Regions from separate parts of the Hordeum vulgare genome. Here region 2 is linked to region 1. The links are chromatin contacts, called in public Hi-C maps. All regions are on one chromosome and are shown on one strand. Each heading gives the region's core, a stretch centred on a gene start, on an enhancer-like site or on the middle of the called end of the contact. The rest is flanking DNA. Distances are from core to core; before and after follow the strand shown. Region 1 holds the start of LOC123407142 (serine/threonine-protein phosphatase PP1). Region 2 holds the start of LOC123407232 (transcription factor PIF3-like).

The links. A called contact is a pair of places that touch in the nucleus more often than the background predicts.
Region 2: a contact with region 1 is called in a Hi-C map of seedling, with 2.7 times the contacts expected there. The contact joins the promoter of LOC123407232 here to the promoter of LOC123407142 in region 1. A contact is called at or near these places in 2 of 6 Hi-C or Micro-C datasets (leaf and seedling).

The regions. Positions count from the first base shown.
Region 1 is chr7H:47,048,373-47,051,789 of MorexV3_pseudomolecules_assembly, reverse strand. LOC123407142 (serine/threonine-protein phosphatase PP1) reads left to right here and starts at 1,890. Exons shown (of 3, transcript XM_045100210.1): 1 at 1,890-2,257. The coding sequence starts at 2,080.
Region 2 is chr7H:47,203,324-47,206,740 of MorexV3_pseudomolecules_assembly, reverse strand. It overlaps LOC123407232 (transcription factor PIF3-like), which reads right to left and starts at 1,883. Exons shown (of 7, transcript XM_045100320.1): 1 at 1,359-1,883; 2 at 1,174-1,239; 3 at 972-1,037; 4 at 116-439; 5 at 1-15. The coding sequence starts at 1,730.

The DNA.
Region 1 (3,417 bases), core at 641-3,140:
GTTGCCTTAAGTTATATTTATAGGATTTGACCATAGGCACTTTTTGAAGTCCATCTGTTGGGTTCAAGGAGTTTATATGATGACCAAGATGGTTTTCAAGGTATTATCCAAAGAATGGTCATAGAGACACAAGGTTGATCAATATCTCAGACAAAGAGTAAATCAAGATGATCAACACACAAAGCGTACAAGATGTACCGAGAGGGATCAAGTGATCCCATGGTATGGTAAGCATTGTCCATTACGTGTTTGTGTACTAACCCATGGTCTTCGTGAGAGTTCTATGTGTGGGTTAGGTGTGTTTCCATGGGCTTGCGTCAAAAGGAAGATCTCATACAACCCATGAAGGATGACGTCAAGTGGTGATCGTCATCAAGATTGCGGTGTGCAAGTTCAAGAGGACCAGCACGAATATATCGTGCTTGAAGCTTGCCGTCCATTGTGGTGGCAATGGACTTGTGAAGATATGCTGAAGAGTGGCTCACCCATAGTGAGTATGGGGGACCAATCAACTAGTCTTCATCAAGCCAACTTTCAGACGGTGGCACAACACTATTCATAGCGATTTAGGGGGCGACGTGGATGGCTGCCCAGGACAAAACAATCTTCTAGTTCGTTGGTGAGCAACCCTTCCGAAGCTCCTACAAAGAGAAAAAATAAAATTTTAACCCAGAGCACATAGGCGCAATGATTAAGCAAACTGGAACACTCTCAAATGCTTAGGAAGTTCTACTTTCAAGAACCATGTACAAAATCAATGAATAGAAGGCTGAGTGAAGTAAACAGACTTTGGTTAAAGCTGTCACTCTACAATTAGAAAGGCATATCCGTAGCTGTCAAAAATATATAACGGATTTCCTTGGAGAAGGATAATCTAATCAACCCTAAACAACAACCAATTAAGGGATTAACCTCAGACAGCAGCGAACACCTAACTTGCCATATATACCCTGAAGGGATTAACCATGTTTCAGATTCAAGTACAGATGCCTTCAAAATCTGAAACAGGGCATAGTACAGCTCAAAGTACAGGAGAGGTAGGGGGTCGGGCCTGAGAAGACTCACTTGAGAAGGAGGGGGGTTCCATGGGGCCTGTGTGTGGCTTCATGGCGGCGTCCCGACCCATGGATGTGCGCGCCCCTCCTGTCGTCGTCGCCGTCCGTGCCGTGGCAACCTGCAAAAAAGGGAAGACAAGATGGCGTGAGGTGAGGAGGAGAGGGTGGGTGAAGAAAGAGGGGAGAGACCAACCTGTGCTGGATCCGGTCACCTTTGGCCTCGTTATTGCCGGTTGTGGCGGATTCCGACGAAGTTTTGGGGAGGCGTCTGAATCCTAGCCGCGGGGGAGGATGGAGACTTTGAGCACCGGATCTGTACGGAGGGTTGGAGGCGCGGATCTTAGGGAGCTCGAAGGCGTGCGGCGGACGGAGCTTGCCGGAACCGGTTGGCGTGGGTAGGGGCGATGGGGAGAGAGAGGGGTGAGCAAGAGAAAGAGAGGAGGGCGACGAGGAGGGGGAGGCGAGTGGGACGGGAGGCGGCGGCGAGGGTTTCTCCACGACAGCGGATGTGATTTATACCCCTGTACATGAAAAGACTAAAATGCCCTCGGCGTGGTGCATAATTTTCAGGCGGTGGCACAACACTATTCATAGCGATTTAGGGGGCGATCGTGGATGGCTTCCTCCAGGAGTCTAGCATCTTTTATAAGAGAAATCCTCCCCCTGTTTGCTGTGATGATGAGGACAGGCCGTGCCGACCGGGCTCTAGAGCCAGTCCAAGTCAGCGACACGTCCGGCCCGGACTGCAGCGCGGCCGCCCTCCGCGGGCTCCGTTTCCAAACCACGCAAACAATAATATCTCGAGCCACCCCCCGCTCTCGCCCTCTCTACGCGTTTTCTTTCCGTTGCCCCCTCCTTCCCTCCCCCTCTCCACCCCCGTCGGCCCGGGCGGAACGAAAAGGCCACGCACGCACGCACGGCTAGGGTTTATCCAGCCACCCGCCGCCGCCGCCGCCCCCGCCCCCGCCCGCCGCTCCCCGCTCCCCGCGTAGGGCTTACCCGCCCTCTACATACCACGCGGGCGATGGACGCGGCGGCGCTCGACGACGTGATCCGGCGGCTCCTGGAGGCGCGCGGCGGGCGGACGGTGCGCCCCGTGCAGCTCTCCGACGCGGAGATCCGCCGCCTCTGCACCTCCGCCAAGGACGTCTTCCTCAGCCAGCCCAACCTCCTCGAGCTCGAGGCCCCCATCAAAGTCTGCGGTAAGGGCGCCCGCTTCCTGCCTAACCCTCCCCTCCCCTCCCCCCCGCGCGCGCCTCCAGGACCGCACGAGGCTTCCTTTCTGCTGTCTGTCGACGGCTCTGCGCCCCCTCCGTAGGCCGCCTCGTGCCGTGCCATGTGCGGCTGCTGCTTGTGTGGCGAGGCGCGCCTCCGGGGTACCTTCGAATTCGGCCTGGCCGTGATAGCTCTTCCGTGCTAAGTTTAGGCGTCCCCGTGGGGTTTGAATCCGCTGCCTTTTAGTTTTGCTTGGTGGTATTGGAATTCCTGCTACCTTCTGGTCAAAAGAAGTTTATACCGGGTTCGCTGTTCTCGTATATAGCATCTTTGATTGAACACATGTTCTCTCTGGGGAGGCTGAGCAAACTGTTTGCACGATTCATCTTCCTCAACGTTTTTTGCGTTGACCTGCTGATGAATTGGTCGGTCTTGAGAGAAGCGTGGCAGAGCTTCTGGAGTTTGATTCCGAATGTCAAACCTCAAATCGCTTTCTGGTCTTCATTTTTTAAAATATATTTTATGTATAAAATGGTGCTAACTGCTAAAGCTCTTCGTGGCTACATGTTTCTTTTACCAATAAGTACTATATTAGCACTTGAGGACTGTTTGAGAGATGGGCCGTTCTACCATTAGAGAAGTGAACAGATTAAAGCTATTGCTTTCGGCAACACAAAAATACGGCAGTTGAACAACGTGTATCCCTTCACTTTAAAGCCTATGAAACTTTCTGTAGCACCAGTGCAGCACACTTTATCTAATCTTGACAAGTTGACCTGTTGTGAGCCCTAGGAAATTGTTCCTAAGGATTCTGTGATTTTAAAAGGGGAGACTTAGATCTTGTTCATTTTTTTTTCCTTAGCTTGCGCACAGAACATACATGAATGTCTCAGAATGCGTGTTTCACCCCATAATCACAGTTGCGGTGTGATACTTGTCAGCCTTCCAGATTATGAATCTGCTGTTGCAGTGGGGATCAGTACTGGAGTCCACAGATTATAAGCTGGAGCAGATTATCCACCAAATTGCAAAATCCAAATCGTGTTATTTTATTTTGGTAATTTGCAGCTGAGGTGAACGTAGGTGTTAAGTGGGCATAGTATATATTCATTGTGACATTTCGAAATAGCTTCCTCTGATATATGAT
Region 2 (3,417 bases), core at 634-3,133, 150 kb before region 1:
CCCTCGCAACATCATCTTTAAAACAGAAGGGTGCATGTCGTGTGAATTGTTTTCCTGAAACCTCGATACAATATTTACCGGAAATAAGGTAGTGGTCGGTTTTGTGCTCTGTTACCTGAGAGGATTCAGGCAACTGAAATGACTGAAGGTGGGACTGTGACGACTCCAAGTGAAATGGGGGCTCTGGAATCGTTGTTTTAGGGCAGCTTGCTAACACAAGAGGCTGTGGTTGATTTTGTTGAGGAGAATTCATCGGATCGAATGAAAGATGAGCTCCTGAACTTTGGTTTACAGGTGGCGCTACTGCCCCGGAGCTTGGTGCCGCCACATTTCTCCCACTAGCACCAAGTGCTGCAAACATTTGTGATGCCTGCACAGGCTCAAGTGCTCCAGATAGATACGATGGGTTCAAGTAAACCCCGTTTCTCATAGACAGCATCTGTAGGGGGGAAAGTAAGTACCGGAGCAAAAACTCTGTATTGATACTTGCATTTGAACTGTATATTTAAATTTCAAACGTACAGTTCAATTATTAGCACCTACCAACTGAATATAGCTAGCTAACATAAATGCAAGCTGGCACTGAATATAGCTAGCTAGCATGAATGTTAACTGGAAAATAGACCCAACATAACAGAAATTTTGATCAGCATTATAAATCCCACTGTGAATCCAAGGAGATCAACAGTTCTACTCGTGTGAAAATTTCCCCAAGGAAATCCAATGAGTACTTATAAGATATGGCTGGAAAACACTCGACAGAACAGAAAGTAGATACTGCCGTGCCATGCGAAAATTTCCCCAGCATTGGATAAAGAATCGATAAGGACAACACCCACAGTAAAACTCTTGCTCCTACGTCAATGTTTGCAGTTTGGACCGTCAGTTAAAATGAATGCACCAGCAAGTTGTAGCATCTACTCCTACTACCGTACTGCATCGTCCAGCCATCCGGGCACTCATTTACTGACCTGTACTTGGAGCTGCAGCTGCTTGAGATACTCAATGGCCTCGTCGAGCATCGACGCCTTGTCAGTCTGTAAAAACCCAAGCCACGAACCAACGCGTTCAGATTCAGGAGCGCTAATTCTGCAGCCCCGGAGTTCATGGGACGAAGAAAGAAAAATGAAGGGGGTGGTTTGGTTGGTTTTGTGCGCGTGTGCTGCTGCGGACCTTGTTGGAATTGGGTATCAGGCTCTGCAGCGCCTTCATCTTCTCGTTGATCCTGCTCCTCCGCCGCTGCGGTCCGGTCGAGCAAGCAAGCAATGAGCGGCGGGAAAACGGGCATGGCGAGAAGAGCGAGCAAGAAAGGAAGAGCGAGCTGAGGGGGAGAAGGGTTCGCGACGGAGAGCCAGCACCTTCTCGGAGAGGTTGTGCACCTCGGCGGCGCGGGTGCGCTTGCTGCCGGACCCGCCGCCCCCGCGCGGGCGGTCGGACGTCCCGTGCGGCTCGGGCTCCGACGACCCGCCCGCCTCGCTCTCGTAGAACGCGCCTCCGGCGCCGGCCCCGATGTCGCCGTACTCCGCCGCCTGGTGGTGGTGCTGCTGCTGGCCCAGCGCGGCCGCGGCCGCCGCGGCGTGGAAGGCCGCCCCTCCGCCGAACATCTGGCGCCGCACCTCCTCCTCCTCCTCCTCCCGCCGCCGCCTCCGCTCCTGCTGCATCAGCACCAGCTCCCTCACCGCCCCGCCCCCGCCCCCTCCAAACCCGCCGTCCCGCTGCTCCTCCTCCATCCCGCCCGGCCACGGCCACCTTCTCGCCGCCGCACGCCACCCCACGGAGCAGGGGGGGAGAGAGAAGCGTGGGGAGCGGAGCGGGGGGGAGAGAGAGGGAAGGGGAGGGGAGGGGAGGGAGGAAGGAAGGAGCGTGGCTTCTTTTTAGTGTTGCGCCCATGCCGCGCTGCTGCGCTGCCGTGCAGCGGGCTTTGCTTGCGCCCGCCCGCTGCTTGCCCGCTTCGGGTTCCGTTTGTTTTTTGGCGCAAACCAACTTTTTCCTCGGGTGCGTGGGTGGCGTGTCAGCGAACGCCCGGGTTGGCTCCACGACTGTTTGGTTTTCCTCTTCTGCCTGCTGCCTCTGTGTATGTGTCTGTGCTGCGGAAGGGGAGGGGAGGGGAGGGGAGGGGAGGGTTGCATGTATGCTGGCTTTCGGTTGAGTGTGGGCTTGGGATGCCTCACCTGACCTGACCTCAGCTCGGCTCAGCTCGTTGCTTCCTTCCTTCTGGGTTTCTGCGTCGAGGGTCTCTGTGGTACGGCGTGCTGTCCGCGTCGGCTGAGGTCACCCTCTCACGTACTCGTATGTACTGCCTGTGTTTCTTTCATCAATCAAAATAATAATTCAAGTTCTGGTACTTAGTACTACGTTTGTAGCAAGTCAAATCTGCTTAGGTTGACCACATTCACAGAAACATAAGATTTTCAAGGTCCACAACACCAAAAGTACTATCTATGTGAAGGAATAAGAGCGTTTAGATCGTTATAAAGTAATGATCTAAATGATTTTGTATTTTTATCATGGAGGACGTACAAATTATACTCCCTCCATAACTTAATGGAAGGCGTTTTCTCACAATGTGAAAGAAGTTTTATATCAGACCATTTTTTGACACTATAACAGTGTTAAAAAGGTCTTATAATAAGTTACGGAGGGAGCAAAGAATCTCACGAGGCTGAATCGGTGTCCTAAATGCTAATATATTTTTATATACTTGATCAAACTTAAGCTTCAAATTACTTTGGAGCGGAGGTAGTACACTCGTCATGCAAGGAGGATAATCCGTGAAGCGACAAAGCACACAAGTTCCACTCGACACCTCCCCTGTACCAGCACAAGATCAAGTTCAGATCCCCAAGTCCGAATCGGGGTGTCACCTGTGCAAAAGGCAAAGAGTGCGCCCAAGCCATTTGCCGCTATAGCACCCACACGGCCAAAAGACATAGCCACCTTGATTTATTGCTGGGAGTACTTATATCTATCAATTACGCCTTGTAGTTGATGCATGTAAGGTTTATTGATATATTCAAATTATTTATCATATATTTATACCCGTTGATCATGATTCATATAGTGTCTTATGAGTAGATTCATTAGTTCTTGGGACATGGGAGAAGTCTTGTTGCTAGTAACCATGTGAAGTTGAATATTGTTTAATGTTTTTCTGATACGTTGTGTTTTCCTTCTTCTAGTGGTGTTATGTGAGTGTGGACTATACGACACATCACCATCATTGTACCTAGGGGAAGACATTCTAGAATTAATTTATAGATGATGTGTTGCGAAAGTGATGAAAACCTAAACCTAAATTTATGAATTATTGTACGACGGGATGGTTTGGATCCTAATGTTTAGTGCTATGATTAAGTCTATCTCAATATTTCTCTTGTGTTTGTCGATGCTTGCATGAAGAGTATAATCCTAACTCAT